3 separate regions of the Sus scrofa genome follow, and all the other regions are linked to region 1. The links are chromatin contacts, called in public HiChIP or PLAC-seq maps. All regions are on one chromosome and are shown on one strand. Each heading gives the region's core, a stretch centred on a gene start, on an enhancer-like site or on the middle of the called end of the contact. The rest is flanking DNA. Distances are from core to core; before and after follow the strand shown. Region 1 overlaps SEMA6A (semaphorin-6A). Region 2 has its middle 210 kb from the start of SEMA6A. Region 3 has its middle 200 kb from the start of SEMA6A.

Region 1 (4,937 bases), core at 1,537-4,036:
AATTTATATTTCCCAGGTTACCAGGGCACTGTCGAAGAGAAAAGCCGTTTTGATAAGGCTGCAAGATAGGCTTCCAAACGCAGTATTCCCGTGGCCTCCGCTCCACAGCATCTGGGTGGGTTAATTAGGTCTGCTCTATTTCAACTCTGTCAGAAAAGAGAACATACCTATTGTCTGTGTTTACATTAAAAATGCTTTGCAAACCCCATGCTGGAAAAGAAGTTTTTGCATGGCTCCCTGTAATTTTTGATGGATTAAATTATGTTTTGGCATGCGGGTGGGTGGGCACGAAATAAACTTAGATGTTTTAAAAGCCACTCCAAGGAGCTGGCACAAAGACAAGTTTTCTGAATCATGATTAATTAGCCCTGGCGTAGCTGATGGCATTGAAATGAAAGGGATTAGGATTGTAATCTGGATGCCATTTGTGTTTATATCAGCAGTTCCCAAACTCGTCTACTCACTTGAGTCACCTGGGGAGCTACTGAAGTTTCCAAAGCACGGGCCACACCCCCAGGCCAGTGCAGTCATGATGTCTGGGTGCAGGACACAGGCATTCTTAAATTTTGAAGCTCTCCAAGCGGTTCCAGTGTGTGGGCAGGTCTAGAAATCCCTGGTGCATGCCCACAGTAGGGTCTGCTTTTGCATTTAGCTACGGACGGAGCAGCATATACTGGTGGGGCAGGGAAGAGAGACTGCACATGTTTCAGTGGGCAGCACTTGCCTCCTGGGCTCAAACTGGAGTTGAAATTCGATTCAGAAACAACTGTCTCCCACCCCAGTGAGAGCCCTGGAGCCCCGAGAAGAGGAGCATAATGTGACCCACCCGGCAAGAGAAGCAGCTCCACAGTGGTTGCAATGGGCTCTCGGGAGAAGGGGGACTGAAGAAGGGAGAAACAAGTCTTGGCCCCCATCTCAGCACGTAGCTCAGTGTTTGCTGAGTAAACAAGTGATAAGAACAAAAAGGAAGAAGCCGCTGCTTGTAGTTCATCTCCCAAAGAGGGAGGGATAGGATGAATGACACTTCCTACCTATCATCTCTGCATACCGTGGGTACCTCCCCACAGGGCTTCTTTGCTTACCTGATGAAGCCTCATTTGCCCACAAGTCAATGATCCCCTGCTCTGGGAAGTCATTCTCTCAGAGTCTAAGGTGACCGTTCCCAGAAGAGAACACACATGACAGGATAATGTGAGAAAAACTACACACACACACATATATATGACTGGGTCGCTTGCTGTAGAGCAGAAATTGACAGACCATTGTAAATCAACAATAATAGAAGAAATAAATATCTTTAGATTTTTAAAAATCATTGTGTAAATTAAAAAAAAAAAAAAACCTAAAAAGTTGGGTGTCCTCTGGGGCTGCTTTGGAAGCAGCCTTTGGCTTCCTTTGTCATGGGAAGTGAATGCCAAGAGAGGCAGTGATGCCAGAGAACACGGGGGTGGGAGCTGCCCAGAAATGGACACGCACATGGAGGAGGAGAAAAGGTCCCCCTTGTAAGATTACACACAGCCTGGTAATCTTGCTTATGGAAAACGAAAAAATACCAAGAGTGTTGGCTTTCAGCTCATCCGATTCTTGGTATCTGACTTCACTGCACCCTGCCTTTCCAAGTTTGTTACATTTTTATTTGAAAGCTAATAAATTAGGCAGCCATTCATATAGCACGCAGGCGGGTTTATGGTGTCGTGTAAACTATCAGCCACCAGATATATCCATCTGCATCACAGATAAAGTTTCCACTACTGACACTACCATGCCTATAAACCCCCCTCACCCTCATCCTGTATTCCAGAACATTCCCGCTGGCTGAACACACTGTGAAGGGATGGGATCCTGGGAAAAACTGTGGGAATTGGCAGGTATCGGCAGGCCTGCGTTCCAGGTTCGCCTCTGGAGACACAGATTCAAAAAATAATAACTTGTTCCAAAAATGAAACACATCCATAAGAAAGAAAAAAAAAAACCTTAAAAAGCATAAAAGGGTACAGCAAAAAAAGTTGGGTTTCTTTTCCACATCTGACCCTCAGTCCTTCTGCCTCCAAGACAACTGCTCTTACTAGCTGCATGTGTAACAGAACTGAAATAGTCACAACTACTTAAAAACTCCATAGGTCCTGACTTATATTTCCATTTTCATTTAAAAATTTGCCCCTTTTACAATCACTGTAGAGCTCAATGTGCTGATATTTTAAAAAACTCAAAGCCACTTGGATCAAAATTAACAAATATTTAACAAGTGCCTTCAGTGTACAAAACGTTGCATAAAGAGCCACTTTAATGCGATTTCACACGTACATTTCATATTTTTCTGGTGTCTAATCAACGAATCCAACTTTATGTCTTTGTTTTAATCCTTTTCTCAGAAACAACATCATCTCTTCCTTGGCCCCACCCCCTCCTCTCCTTTAGCTTCTCATCCTTTCACACATTCTCTAGTTGGAGATCTGTTTTAAGCCCAGACATCTGGGTGGGTACGTTCTAGCCAGAGGACTCTCTCTCATACCTTCTCCAGATGGACTGGCTCAAGGATCTAATATTCCCAAAAGAAATACGACTCCTCTGAGCTGCAGAAGAAGAGGAGCTGCACTGCTCTGTGTGTGGAGACACGCTGTGTGGAAGGATGAGAGACAGCCCACGACAGAGCTGACGTCCCCGGGCGCATCTTGTTTGCAGAGGGGGAAGCAGCCCCACTCTGGCCCACTGACGCACCCTGGGCTGACTGCACAGACGAGAGCCCTACAGCCCCCTCCAAGTCCAGCCAGCAACATCTGGAGGTCTTCTCTCCAGCTGGCTGGCCCAGCTGCTCTGGTGTCAGGAGAAAGTTATGAGTCACTGGTAAGGATTAGAGACAAGAGCGGAGTTAAATCATCTCTTGGGGTCTGTATGCCATTGGCAATTGAGCCTTCGTCATAAGCCAGTGGATGACATTCATCCCCAGGAAGGCCACACACCAGAGCTCAACTTTGTATCCCACACTCCAGACCTTCTGTGAGATGTGCAGAGATGGGAGGAGGCAGGGCACTGTGGATGCTGTATGTTCCCTGCCCAGAAGTCCTCTGGTCATTGCCTGTCATGCCCATTAGGCTGTCACCATCTCTGTCCTCACATACACTTTTTGGATCCCACTACAACTGGGATCCTGAATAAATGAGGCCTGGCCAAAGCCTGAGGACTTGATCTTTGATTCTCTGACAGCAGGCCCACTGCTTCTTCTAAAGACCTATGGGCAGACTCCAGCAAGAGCATGAGTCAACAGCAGGATTTTGCAGGTCATCTGTGATTTCCTGAGGAAGGACCAAGAATCACAGGCAATCAGGCTCTCCGTTGGGTCCTCGCTGTCCACCCCCACATCTGACATCTCACTCGCCTGGACAGCGTTCCTTTCAGCCCAGCACTCCTCTGGCCTCCTGACCCCTTAGGTGGGCCAGTCCATGTATGTTACTGGAACTACTAGAAAGTTTCTCCTTATTTAGAGCAAACATTATCTCATGATTTCTGCCCACTGACCTCAGTTCTACCCTCATAACTGTCTTCCATGTTTTTCTTCAGATATCTGAAAATACCTATCCTTGCCCCTTGCATCTCCACTTTCCTGTGTTGTAACCTTGATTTGTCAGAAATTGTTGTGGTGCTTTCTTGAGTTAACCCTTATGCATTATTCAATGAATATCTGTTGGGGGTTCACTGTTCCAGAACACTAAGATACAGTGATCAACAAGACAAACCCATTGCCCATAAAACACGCACATCCTAATGGAGGGGACAGAAAAAAGCAAATACGGGTAGGAATGTGGAGATATCAATTAAGGACAAATTATTACAGAAATTTGGAATAGACTGATGAAAGAAAAGGCACTGGATGGTTTTCAGGGTCAGAGAAGGCATTTTAACTGAGTTCTGAAGGACGAAAGTGAGCCAGCTGCATCAAGACTGAGGTGGGAGAAGAAAATTTCAAGAAGAGGGAGCAGCAAATCTCTAAGACAGAATGAGAGCTGCGTGTTTTGAGGAAAGCAAGACTGAGAGAGTGGAGCAGAGTGGGCAGTGATGGAATGGAACCAGATGGGGTCAGGAAGGCTGATGGCCCCTTTGCACCCAGGATAGGGGGTTTCAACTTTGTTGTAGATGCAATAAGAAACCACTAGAGGAGTTCCTCTCATGGCTCAGGGGAAAAAAATTTGACTAGCACCCCTGAGGACTCAGGTTTGATCCCTGGCCTTGCTCAGTGGCTTAAGGATCTGGCGTTGTCTGGAGCTGTGGTGTAGGTCACAGACACTGCTCAGACCAGGCGTGGCTGTGGCTGTGGTGTAGGCTGGCAGCTACACCTCCAATTCAACCCTTAGCCTGGGAACCTCCACATGCCGCAGTGCGGCCCTAAAAAGACAAAAACAAAAAACAAAAAACAAAACCCCAGAACAACAACGAAAAACCACTAGAGAAGTTTAGGCAGGGCAGGACATGATCTGAATCTATATTTTTAAAAGACCATCAGTTGCTGTATGGAGAATAGATGGGTAGAAGGCCAAGTGGAAATCAAGAAATTAATTAGGAAGCTGCTATAATGGTCATGGCAGGAGACGGTGGTGGGTCAGATGATCACAGGTGGTGTGTTGAAAAGTGGACAGATTTGACGTGTGATTTGGTTGGAGAAACAATACCTGGCTGTTATCTCTCAGTCCTCTCAACTCTCATTATTTTATGTTTACATGCTTTTTACTGTTATAGCTGCTTGTGTACCATCTCCTATAGTGGTCTTGGGGCCCCCCAAGGGCAGAATCCACAGACTGACCAATGACCTCCGTATCCCCTACCACCTGAGCACAGTGCCTTGTGCACACATTAGACCCAATCAGTTCTTGAATGAATGAAGAGTATGTGGTGAATCACCAGGAAAAGCAGTTTCTTATTTTATTGGACATTGAAAGCATAGT
Region 2 (4,937 bases), core at 1,230-3,729, 170 kb after region 1:
GTCTGCGACCTACACCACAGCTCACGGCAATGCAGGATCGTCAACCCACTGAGCAAGGCCAGGGCGTGAACCCTCAACCTCATGGTTCCCAGTCGGATTCGTTAACCACTGCGCCACGATGGGAACTCCTGACTCGCCCTCATTAAGGAGAGGCAGGGACAGCAGACAAGTCTGGGGAGCAAGCGCATCCTCTGAAAGGCAGCTGGGCAGGAGCAATGGGCTGGAGGAGCCCTAAACCTAGAGATGCTCAGAGGACCAGCAGTCTGACCTCGCCAACTCCTCAGACCCGGTCAGAAAGAGACTGTGTGGATTTCCAGAGCATCCCCTGAGGGCCCAGGCCAGGGAGGACCCAGTTCCCATGCCCCAACTCCAGGGGTTCCCCACTGACCTTGCTTGTGTCAGCGTCTTGCATGTCCTTCCTGACCCAGCCTCCTCTTTTTTCACTCGTTCTTGTGCTTTGTTTGCTGGTCTCCATGTCACTGTCCTTCCAGAGAGCAACCAGGGTAACTCCCTGAGCAGCTCCACAGCCCGAGGCAGTGACAGAAAGGGCTGGCGTTCAGTGTGTGTCTTCCCACCAGGCACCAGGAGCTTCCCCGCTTACCTAGAGGCAGGAGAGCATGGCCTAGATGTGCAGGGTCTGGGCCAGACACCCCACCTGGAGTCTGGGCTCTGCCACCCCTGCCACTTCCTGGCTGTGAGACCATGGATGTGTCATTAGCTTCTGTTACCCATCCAGGCTCTTTTAATCAATCAAAATTGATAACAGACCAGGTAAGAATTTCAGGCAAGGCTTTATTGGGGCTTGTGATGCAGCACAAAGGAGCAAAAACAGAAAACAGGTGCCCTTGCTCAGGCCTGGAGAGTAGCCACTTGGGTGGGATAACGATGGGGGTAGGTCTGCAGGTTGGGCAGGGGGCATAACGTATGTAGTCAACCCACCCCCTTGGTGGTGCCCTGGGCAGTACTCTGCTTTTGCTCCTGGAATCTAAAAAATGGCTGTTGGTTTGTGGCCTGTTGTTCATAATTGCCACAACTGCACATGTGTGGTTACTTGTATTCCCTTATAGTTTCTTTATATGCTGTTGCTGGAGAAGACTTTGTCCGGGTGCACGCACGCTGGTCAAGGGTGCCAGATCCCAGCCTATCCCATCTCTGCTTCTCCATAAAACAATAGTCCTTCCTCCTAGGGCTGTGTGAAGTGAATGAAGTAATATATGTGGAGTCTTTAATGAGATGCAGAACTGATGCGTGTTTTGAATCATTTCATTTACTCTTCAGAACAATGTGATGTGTTGCATTTTACAGATGGGGACACTGAGGCCCAAAATGAACAGGCACTTATTTGGATGGCATATATCAAATAGGAGCCCAATGTGAGATTCAAACTCTGTGCTTTTTTTGGTCTCTCAAAGTCTGAGGCACAGACAGGCAGGTAACTGGGCCGAGAGTCTCCCCTGCTGCGGCTGGGCTGGCCCTGGGGCCCTGCCAGAAATGGGGATTCCAAGTGGTGCTGTTTCACTTCTACTTGGCATTCTGGCACCAGACCAAGGTCCTGAGCCAAAACTCCTGCTGTACAACCAGAGGCCAGACTACAAACTAGATGAAAACAAGAATAGAGACACAGGTGATCTTTTCTAGCCCTTTCATTCTTCCCTCCCAGCAAGCAGGGCCTGGTGGTACCCTGGCCACCTGCCCAGAAGCCACGGGCCTTGTGAGAGAAGGATGGGCCATGGTGGGGCTTCCACTGAAGCAGGAGTTGCCATCAAGTTTCAGAATGACTCAAAGTCCTTCCTTTCACCTTCTTGAGGCTTTCTTTCTGGACAGAAACCAGGGAGGTTGCAGAATTTCTGCGCTGTGCAAAGGCTCCAATCAACCACATTCTCCTTGCCCTTCTAGCCCTTGCCTTTCTCCTCGGTTTGCTTCTTGCAGCCCTGTGCCAAGCATTCAATTAACCACGCTGCTTCTGCTCTCTCCCAGCCAAATGGGTACCAGATGCACCTTGGACAAAGTGAGGGAAAGAAACTTAGACAAATCAGCAGAGAAAACACAATCAGGCAAAGCAAACAGAGACGAAGAGGCAGTAGACAGGCCAAATGCCCAGGAGCCCACCTGAAACACATTTCCAGGAGCCCCCTGGAAATCATCCTCTTCTAACCTGGGCCATATGGAAGCCCCTGCCCAGTGAAGGGAGGCTGTGAGCATAGCAAATCAAAACAGCCGCCTCCAGGGGCTGGGAAAGTGGGGAGAGGTGAGTTTGCTTGTGTTCTCCAGGAAGGATGTAGGGCCTGTGGTTGCTGTAAAAACATGAGAGTTTGGTGCCAAGAAGTGACCAGAAAATTGGCCCAGCTCTTTCCTTATCTTGCAATCTAGATCTCCAGCTAGAGCCAGGAGTTGCAGTCCCTGGAACAGGGAGGGATAAAGGCCAGGTTTGCAATAACACTTTCTTTGGGAGGCCTGCTCAAATCACTGAGCTGGAAATAGCAGCTGCCTCCCTAGAGGAGGGTAAAGGCTCCCTGACAGCCTGCTTGGAGCAACAGGAAGGCCTGGAGGAACTTCTGCCAAAAGCAAACACCTGAAGCCCTTGATAGTGTGGTCCTGTCACTCTCTGGAAGCAGCTGCTGAAGGCATGCTCATTCCCCTTCACCAACATCACAGATACAAAAGTGAGATTTGAAGAGCTGCCTCTCACCTTGCAGAGCAGGGCAGTGCCAGGAGGCCATGCTGGGGGCACAGCTTTTGGGATCAGATGGATAGAAAGAAGCTCAAATCCCAGTTCCACCACTTATAAGAAGCTGTGTACCCCTGAGCAAGTTGCTAAATCTCTCTGGGCTTGTTTGCTCATTTGTAAACTGAAGCTGTATAGCTAAACCTGCTAGGAAGATTAAATAAGTGCCTGGATGATGCTGAACACACACCTGGCACACAAGTGGTGCTCAATCAATGGCAGGAGGTTGGCACTGAGCTTTTTAGAAGGACCTACACAAGGAGGTGAGAAGGAGAGGAGTGAGTCTGAAGAATCAGAATCTGTAACCGAGAGGTGTGGGGAGATGAAAAAGCTAGAGTTGAAAAAACACAGGAAACGGCTGCCAGAGCTACGTCACCTACACACTCTTCTAAAGAGAGGAACAGAGCTCTGTGAGCTTATTAGCAAGGGAAGTGTTTGATGTAAGAAACCAAACCAGCCCAAAGTGACACCAACTGTACCGCCTCTACACGGTGGAAACGATCAGACAGCTCTGGTTCTTTCCCATCCCCAAGGCCTTGGGTGATCCCCAAGGCCCTGGGCTCCCCGCCCCTTTCCCAAGCCTCTGACCCACAAGGATGCCTTTCCTCCTTCCCGTCCTCCCTCCCTTTGGTACAGAATGCTGCCTCATGGACGTGATGGAGTCTACTAGGAACGGAAGGTGTCCCGGGCTCCTGCAGGAGGCTCAGTTTCACGGCTCAGTCTCAGGAGCTGGCCTTGACAGCCCAAAAGGCAGGCTGACTTCCAGAGGTCACAACATCTGTCCGGAGGTCTGATACCCCCACGCTCCCCAAGTGCTTCCAGCATCCTCTGTGAAGCGCTCCTCAGAGCAGACCAAAGCCATGGGCCTCAAGCACTCACAGGGAGAGGTGGAGGGGGCAGCCACACAGCTGAAACCTGGGCAGACCAGGCCAAGTGCCATCACCTGTATTTGGGGATTTAATTTACCAGTGTAACCGTGAACCTCAGTCTGGAAAATTAAGCTCATTCTGTCTCTTTGGCACCTATATGGTCCTACAATAGTCCTGGGGCAAGAGAATGAATGGGCTGGCTGACCTGCCCCCAAAAATACTAGGAGATGAGTTGACACAAATTGACAGCCACCAGCCTCTGAATGACAGGCTGCAGGGAGTCCAGCCTTTGTCCTCCATGTCCTAGCACAACATCACTGGTATTGTTCTGAATGACATGTGAGCAGGGGCCCTTCTCCATCCAGAGGGCTTGGAGGGGCAGGTGGAGAAGGTACCAGCTTTGAAATCAGCAGGCCCAAGTTTGAATTTGAGGCTGCCATCTTCTGTGTGGCCCCAGCCATGGGACTGAGTCTCGCTGGTTTCAGTTCCTCATAGTGCTCAACTTTCTGTAAGGATTAAGTAGCAAAAAGTATACACAGAGCCCTGCCAAGAAGAGCAAATTATTTTCCCTTCAGTCTGAGTTCACAGACCGAGCTTACAGGATCTGGCCAGACTTACTGTTCCTTTCATTCCTCAAGCCCCCCTGTGCTCGACCATCACCCATGACTATCCCCCTGCCCTCCCACCCCACACACCGAGCCCCTGGTTCCTCCTGTAATTGCCTCTGTCTGGCTCCTCAGTATCCATAGCAATGGGAGGCCCAAACCAGACTCCCGGGGACAGCCTGATAGCATTTCTCCTCTTCCTCCCACCCTAAATCACCCAGAAGCAGCTACTCAGAAATTAGGAATGAAATAATATCTTTGGCTAGCAGCGAGAAGGTCAGAACAGTAATCTTTTTCTGCAAGAAACTGGATGGGATAGTGTGCATGAACAGCAGGTCCGTTTTCCAGGAAACCTAGAGCATCAAACTGCTCTGAGACACAATATGGACTTCAGCTCTCCCAGATAGCAGCTTGGGTGCAGTGGGAAAGAAAATCCCACAAGATAAATCTGCAGAGAAATTTAAGTTGGCTTTTCTGATGGAACAATAACCTAGAAGCTCTGTCTTCTTTGTTAGCTCTTTTTTGCATGTCCATCCCTGAGGCCAAAGGGGAAGTCACAGCCTCCCCTGCGGAAAAGAGTCCTGCATTGGGCAGACCCTGTGAAGGACTCCCAGGTCCTAAACCACTTTGGCCTCTAACACCTACATCGCTCACCTGAAATGGGACTGGATGAAGCACAGTCTCATTTGTATTTGGGGCAGGCACATCCTTCTGAAGCCTTAAGTTACCCCAGTGCTC
Region 3 (4,937 bases), core at 824-3,323, 150 kb after region 1:
AAAAAACAAAAAAACGAAAAACAAAAAGATACATGTACCTCTGTGTTCATAATAGCACTATTCACAATTGTCAAGACATGGAAACAACCTAAATGTCCACAGACAGATGAATGGATTAGGAAGATGTGGTGTGTACACACACACAAACACACACACATCATGGAATACTACCCAGCCACAAAAAAGAACGAAATGATGCCATTTGCAGCAACATGGATGGAACCAGAGATTATCATATTAAGTGACGTCAGAAAAAGAAAGATAAACTGCAAATGATATCATTTATATGTGGAATCTAAAATATGACACATGAACTTATCTACAAAACATAAACAGACTCACAGACATAGAGAATAGACTTGTTCTACTGGGGGAAGGGGGAGTACTGGAGGTATGGACTGGGAGTTTGGGATGGGGGATGCAAATGATTACATTTAGAATGGATAAACAAGGTATTATTGTACAATATTCAATATCCTGAGACAACCCGTAATGGAAAAGAGTATGAAAAAGAAGATATATATATATATATGTATAACTGAATCACATTTCTGTACAGCAGAAATTAACACAACATTGCAAATCAACTATATTTCAATAAATAATTTTGTTTTCGTCTTTTTAGGGCCACGCCTGTGGCATATGGAGGTTCCCAGGCTAGGGGTCCTTATGAATCGGAGCTACAGCTGACAACCTACACCATAGTCACAGCAACACCAGATCTGAACTGGATCTGCAACCTACATCACAGCTCATGGCAACGCCAGATCCTTAACTCACTGAGCAAGGCCAGGGATTGACCACGCATCCTTATGGATCCTAGTCAGGTTCCTTAACTGCTGAGCCATGAAGGGAATGCCCGTGAGCACCTATTTTGAGCTAGACACTAAGCTGGGGAGGGGGGAAAATGCAAGGAAATAGAAAGAGCCACTCATGACTTCAAAATTATAGCCAGCTGGTTTAGGAGGTGACATGGACTCATCTAATTCTAATTAATATCACAGTGTTACATTTGGTAAGAGGCAGGGAGTGCTTACAAATACTCTAGGAATCATTATGACTGACTTCAGGAAGGCTTCCCAGAGGAGGTCAGACTTGAGCTAGGGCATGAGGATAGATGGAGAGGAGAGGAAAAAGGACAAAGAGCAGAAGTCAGGGTTCTAAGGGCCCGTTTGGGATAGGGGATGGCCCCCCAACCCGGCTGGCTTTTCGACTTTGTGTCGAGGACGGGAGGACAGAAAGTCAAGGATGAGACCACAATGAGATGATGCCCCCTCCACAGCCTGAGCTCTGCATTTTGTGAAGACAAAGTGTGAGTCTGCTGATCTTCAATGATGATGAAAAAGAACTGACACTTAATGAAGCATTTACAGCCTGCCGGGGCTGTCACATCTGTCACTCCATTCCCAACTAACCACGAGATAGTTATTATCCCCAGTGATGGATGAGCAACTGGAGTCTTAGCAAGATGACATCCCTTGCCTGGCCAGTAAGTAGCCACACTGGGATCTGAACTCACACCTGCACGGGCGGCCCCCATCCCTAAGCTGTCCACCCAGAGACGTCCTTTGACCACCAATGACAACTGCTCCCTAAGCGCTTCAAGGCTGCCCAGACAGGCATGCTCTTCAAAATCCCCTGACCAAGTGACCAAGATGCTGCAGTAAATGCTAAGCAGCTGGTCAAAAATCATGAGGGCCTTCTTCTGTCACTGAATTTCAGTTATCATTAGGGAAGGAAATATCCCAGAATTTAAACGGGTCAATTCTGCTGCCTAGGAAGGTGGCTTTCTCCATCCAGGAGGAGAGGGCTGGGGAGAGAGACTACAAGTATTATTTATCTTCGAATGAGTGTTTGGTACCTCTCTGCTTTATAGTTAACAGGGATTTTCCCTTGTAGATTATAGGTTTGTTTTGTGTAACCTGTTTTCAGTTTATATATTGAAAAGCACTCGGTAATATTGATCATGAACCTGTGCTTGCACACAGAAACCATCCCCTAAGTGTCCAGCCTGTAATGCCTTGCCAAATAGATCAGAGCTGCTTCCAGCCTTAGGGGACAGATGGGGTGGGGGTGGGGAGATCCCCATTCCCCCCTCTCCATCCCCCATCTCCACGCCCAGAACCGCTCCAGCAAGGAGTGGCCAGGCTGAGGCAATGAAGCAGGAATGAGAAAGCCGCTCAAGCTAGTAAATGCATCAGTTTATTTGGACTCCCTGCAATTTACAAGCTGATTTCAAAGAAAAATTGCTTCAGGCCTCAGAGTCCTTCTGTTGTTGCCAAGTGTGGCCCATTTTCACAGCTGACTGACCACCAGCTAGAAAGGCAGGTCTTCGGTAGTGCCGGCAGGCCTTGGTGGCTCCTTGCTGTCCCTGAGCACAAGCCATGAGCATAATTACAGCTAATGGAGACAGGCTGGGGCAGGCCATGCCCTACAAGTCCCCACCACCTGCTTCCCCAGGGATCAGGCCGCGGCTTGCGCATGCAGCTGTTTGCTGTGAATCCCCCATCAACAGCTGACATGATTCATGAGAACTTCACACTCCTCCACTGCAATCCCCTCAAGCCTCTGGAACCTTCTCTGCTAACTCTCGTGCAGAACCTCCGTCCCTGGCTTTAGGCTCCTTGCCTTCACTCTCCCACCTTCACCCCACGTGACCTCTAAGGTTAATTTATGCTACCTCCAGGCCTCCACCCGGAAGGAAAACAAACAGTCTGATGTCCCTGGGAGTGACTGAGCCGCAGGCCAAGAAATCCAACCCCCAACCGCCCATAAATCTGAGCACAGCCCTTTCTCTTGGGCAGCTTAAATCTGAGGACGTCTCATTGAAAACGCATCTCTCTGCCATCACCAGCCTGTGATTGGGGATAAGGGGTTATCAGACGGCTCTGTGGTAATAAGGAACACATTAATCTCAGCTGAGTTCCCAGAGAGGGTTTTTGTTGTTGTTGTTCAGAAAGGGCGGTTATTTAAATAGAGTTGTTTGGAGGGCGAACCATTAATATGCGTTGTCCCCTCAACAAACCCTTTAAGAACCCATTAACAGAGCCTTGGTTGTTCAGACGGGTGATTCCTCTGCACCGCCTATCTCAGGGCGATTGGAGGGTGTATTACATCTGCTCAAAGAGAGCCTGTTCTCAGGAAACAGGCGGGGAAGCAGCAGCGAGGCACCTCGGCCAGCAGGGTTATTCTAGGCCGAGGTAAACCGTGGGAAGCTAGAAGCAAACACAAGCTGCCACCTGCAGGTGGGGCCCAGGGGACAGAGCGGTGTAGACCAGATGACCTTTCTCCTCTACTGCCCCCCAGCCTTGGGCACCTTGCCTGAACTTTCTTTTGTGAAGACAGCCGTCTAGACAAATGGAGATAACCTTTCCAGACCAATCACAAGCTATGGCTAAGACATTTGCATGCAATTCCTATGGAAAGGTCACCCAGAAAACTCCGCCGGTCAAAGAGCATCCTTCCAAACAGCAAATGTGACAATTAAAACAAAGCACCCTTCTCATTTGATGGCGCGGAAGCAGCTGGGCTCCGGGGTGGCTTGTGGCATTTGTTACCTGAGGGAAACAATAGCAGCTCTGTAGGCATTTCTGGCCGAAAGGGCAGGAGCTGCTGCTGGCTTATCCTTTGGAGCAGGCAAGAGACGGGCACCAGGAGACTTCCCACCAACAAGCAGGGGAGTTTCACATCACCTGCAACACCCACCCCTGCTTCCTGGTATGGCCGTGCGCAAGCGCAAAGACGCTCATGTGCGGGTTATGAAGACTTACCCGCCGATTCCACTGCAGAGCTTAGAGCTGGGAGCACTGCGCAGGCTTAGAGGCTGTGGGCGTGGCTCTTCCATTCCACTCTGAAATAGACAGATCATCCATAGCTTTGCCCTTGAATTGAAAATGTGTTGGACTGTTAGAGCTAACGACATATTTCTCACCTTACCCCAGCTTTTCCCAGTCTCCTATGGAACCAGGTCTTCCGTGGGAGTCGTAGTTTGTGGGTAGCTTATGGCTCCTCTAAAAAGACTCTCAAAGGCCCATTGATGCTGCCTATCTTGGTGGGTACTCAGTGCCTGTTTGGGTGGCCCTCTATTCAAAGGGACACTGGCCCATGTAAAGCCCTTGCTGCTTAGGTGGTGTACTTTTAAACTGTTTCTCTTCATCCATACTCCTCCTGCACAGCTCATTGGACCAGGCTTGGAGACATGACTCACAAAAATAACCAATTGATACCTTTCCAATAAACTAAGACCCATATATTTTCAAAAAAAAAAAAAAGAGGAAGAAGTAAATGATTAAATTCTTGCTCTCACATGACCCATGAATCACACAAGATTTTCTAATTGGCAGGAGAAATTATTTCTGAAGAGTCATGAAGTGAACGTAGAGCTAGAGAAGTCAAAATTATGGGTGAGCTGGGGCGGTAGGCAAGCACAAGGAGCCACTTATGGTTAGGAGTGAGAGAGAAAGAGGCTATTACACTGAATATAAGTACAGTCACCCATTGGTATCCACCAGGCATGGATTCCGGGGCCCCTTAGTTCCCACAGTTGCTCCTTGGCATCCACAGGTTCCACATCTGCAGGTGTGAAGAGCAGATTTTATTCATCCCCATGGAGGAGTGCTTGAGTGAGGACGCTGCTGGAGCCCCCTTTGAATCTTCTGGACCGTTTCCTGGCAACCTAGCTGCATGCCTTGTTTTCTGCCCTAGGTTTCTGGCCTTCCTCATTGCTCCACACACACCTCAACATCAATTTCTTTTTCCTGACGCTTGATTCAAGAAGCCTCTCTTCCTTGCCCGAAAACTAGCCTGGAAAAACACAGCAGACATCTTGGGGAAACTTGTTTCCCAGGGACCAACAAGAAAAGGGTGATTATATTAAGAACACATTTAATTGTTGCTATTCTATTTGATTAAAGGAAGGAAGACAAAAGCCCTGATTT

What was found. HiChIP or PLAC-seq counts read pairs in DNA pulled down with a chosen protein or histone mark.
Region 2: a contact with region 1 is called in an H3K27ac HiChIP or PLAC-seq map of skeletal muscle. The contact joins two enhancer-like sites. A contact is called at or near these places in 1 of 47 Hi-C or Micro-C datasets (retroperitoneal adipose tissue) and 1 of 2 datasets of contacts at active chromatin or transcription factors (skeletal muscle).
Region 3: an H3K27ac HiChIP or PLAC-seq map of skeletal muscle shows a contact between it and region 1, with 2.2 times the contacts expected there. The contact joins two enhancer-like sites. A contact is called at or near these places in 1 of 47 Hi-C or Micro-C datasets (retroperitoneal adipose tissue) and 1 of 2 datasets of contacts at active chromatin or transcription factors (skeletal muscle).

Annotation. Positions count from the first base shown.
Region 1 is chr2:120,636,975-120,641,911 of Sscrofa11.1, reverse strand. All of the region lies in intron 1 of SEMA6A (semaphorin-6A), which reads left to right. Among named protein-coding and RNA genes, the nearest start is that of SEMA6A, 48 kb to the left of the region's middle. Within about 2 kb of position 2,786, at least 17 of the 83 cell types and tissues checked have an H3K27ac peak or open chromatin away from gene starts, as enhancers often do. A contact at or near this core is called in retroperitoneal adipose tissue and skeletal muscle, where this site is marked.
Region 2 is chr2:120,471,078-120,476,014 of Sscrofa11.1, reverse strand. No RefSeq gene overlaps it. Among named protein-coding and RNA genes, the nearest start is that of SEMA6A, 210 kb to the left of the region's middle. Within about 2 kb of position 2,479, at least 21 of the 83 cell types and tissues checked have an H3K27ac peak or open chromatin away from gene starts, as enhancers often do. A contact at or near this core is called in retroperitoneal adipose tissue and skeletal muscle, where this site is marked.
Region 3 is chr2:120,489,702-120,494,638 of Sscrofa11.1, reverse strand. No RefSeq gene overlaps it. Among named protein-coding and RNA genes, the nearest start is that of SEMA6A, 200 kb to the left of the region's middle. Within about 2 kb of position 2,073, at least 15 of the 83 cell types and tissues checked have an H3K27ac peak or open chromatin away from gene starts, as enhancers often do. A contact at or near this core is called in skeletal muscle, where this site is marked.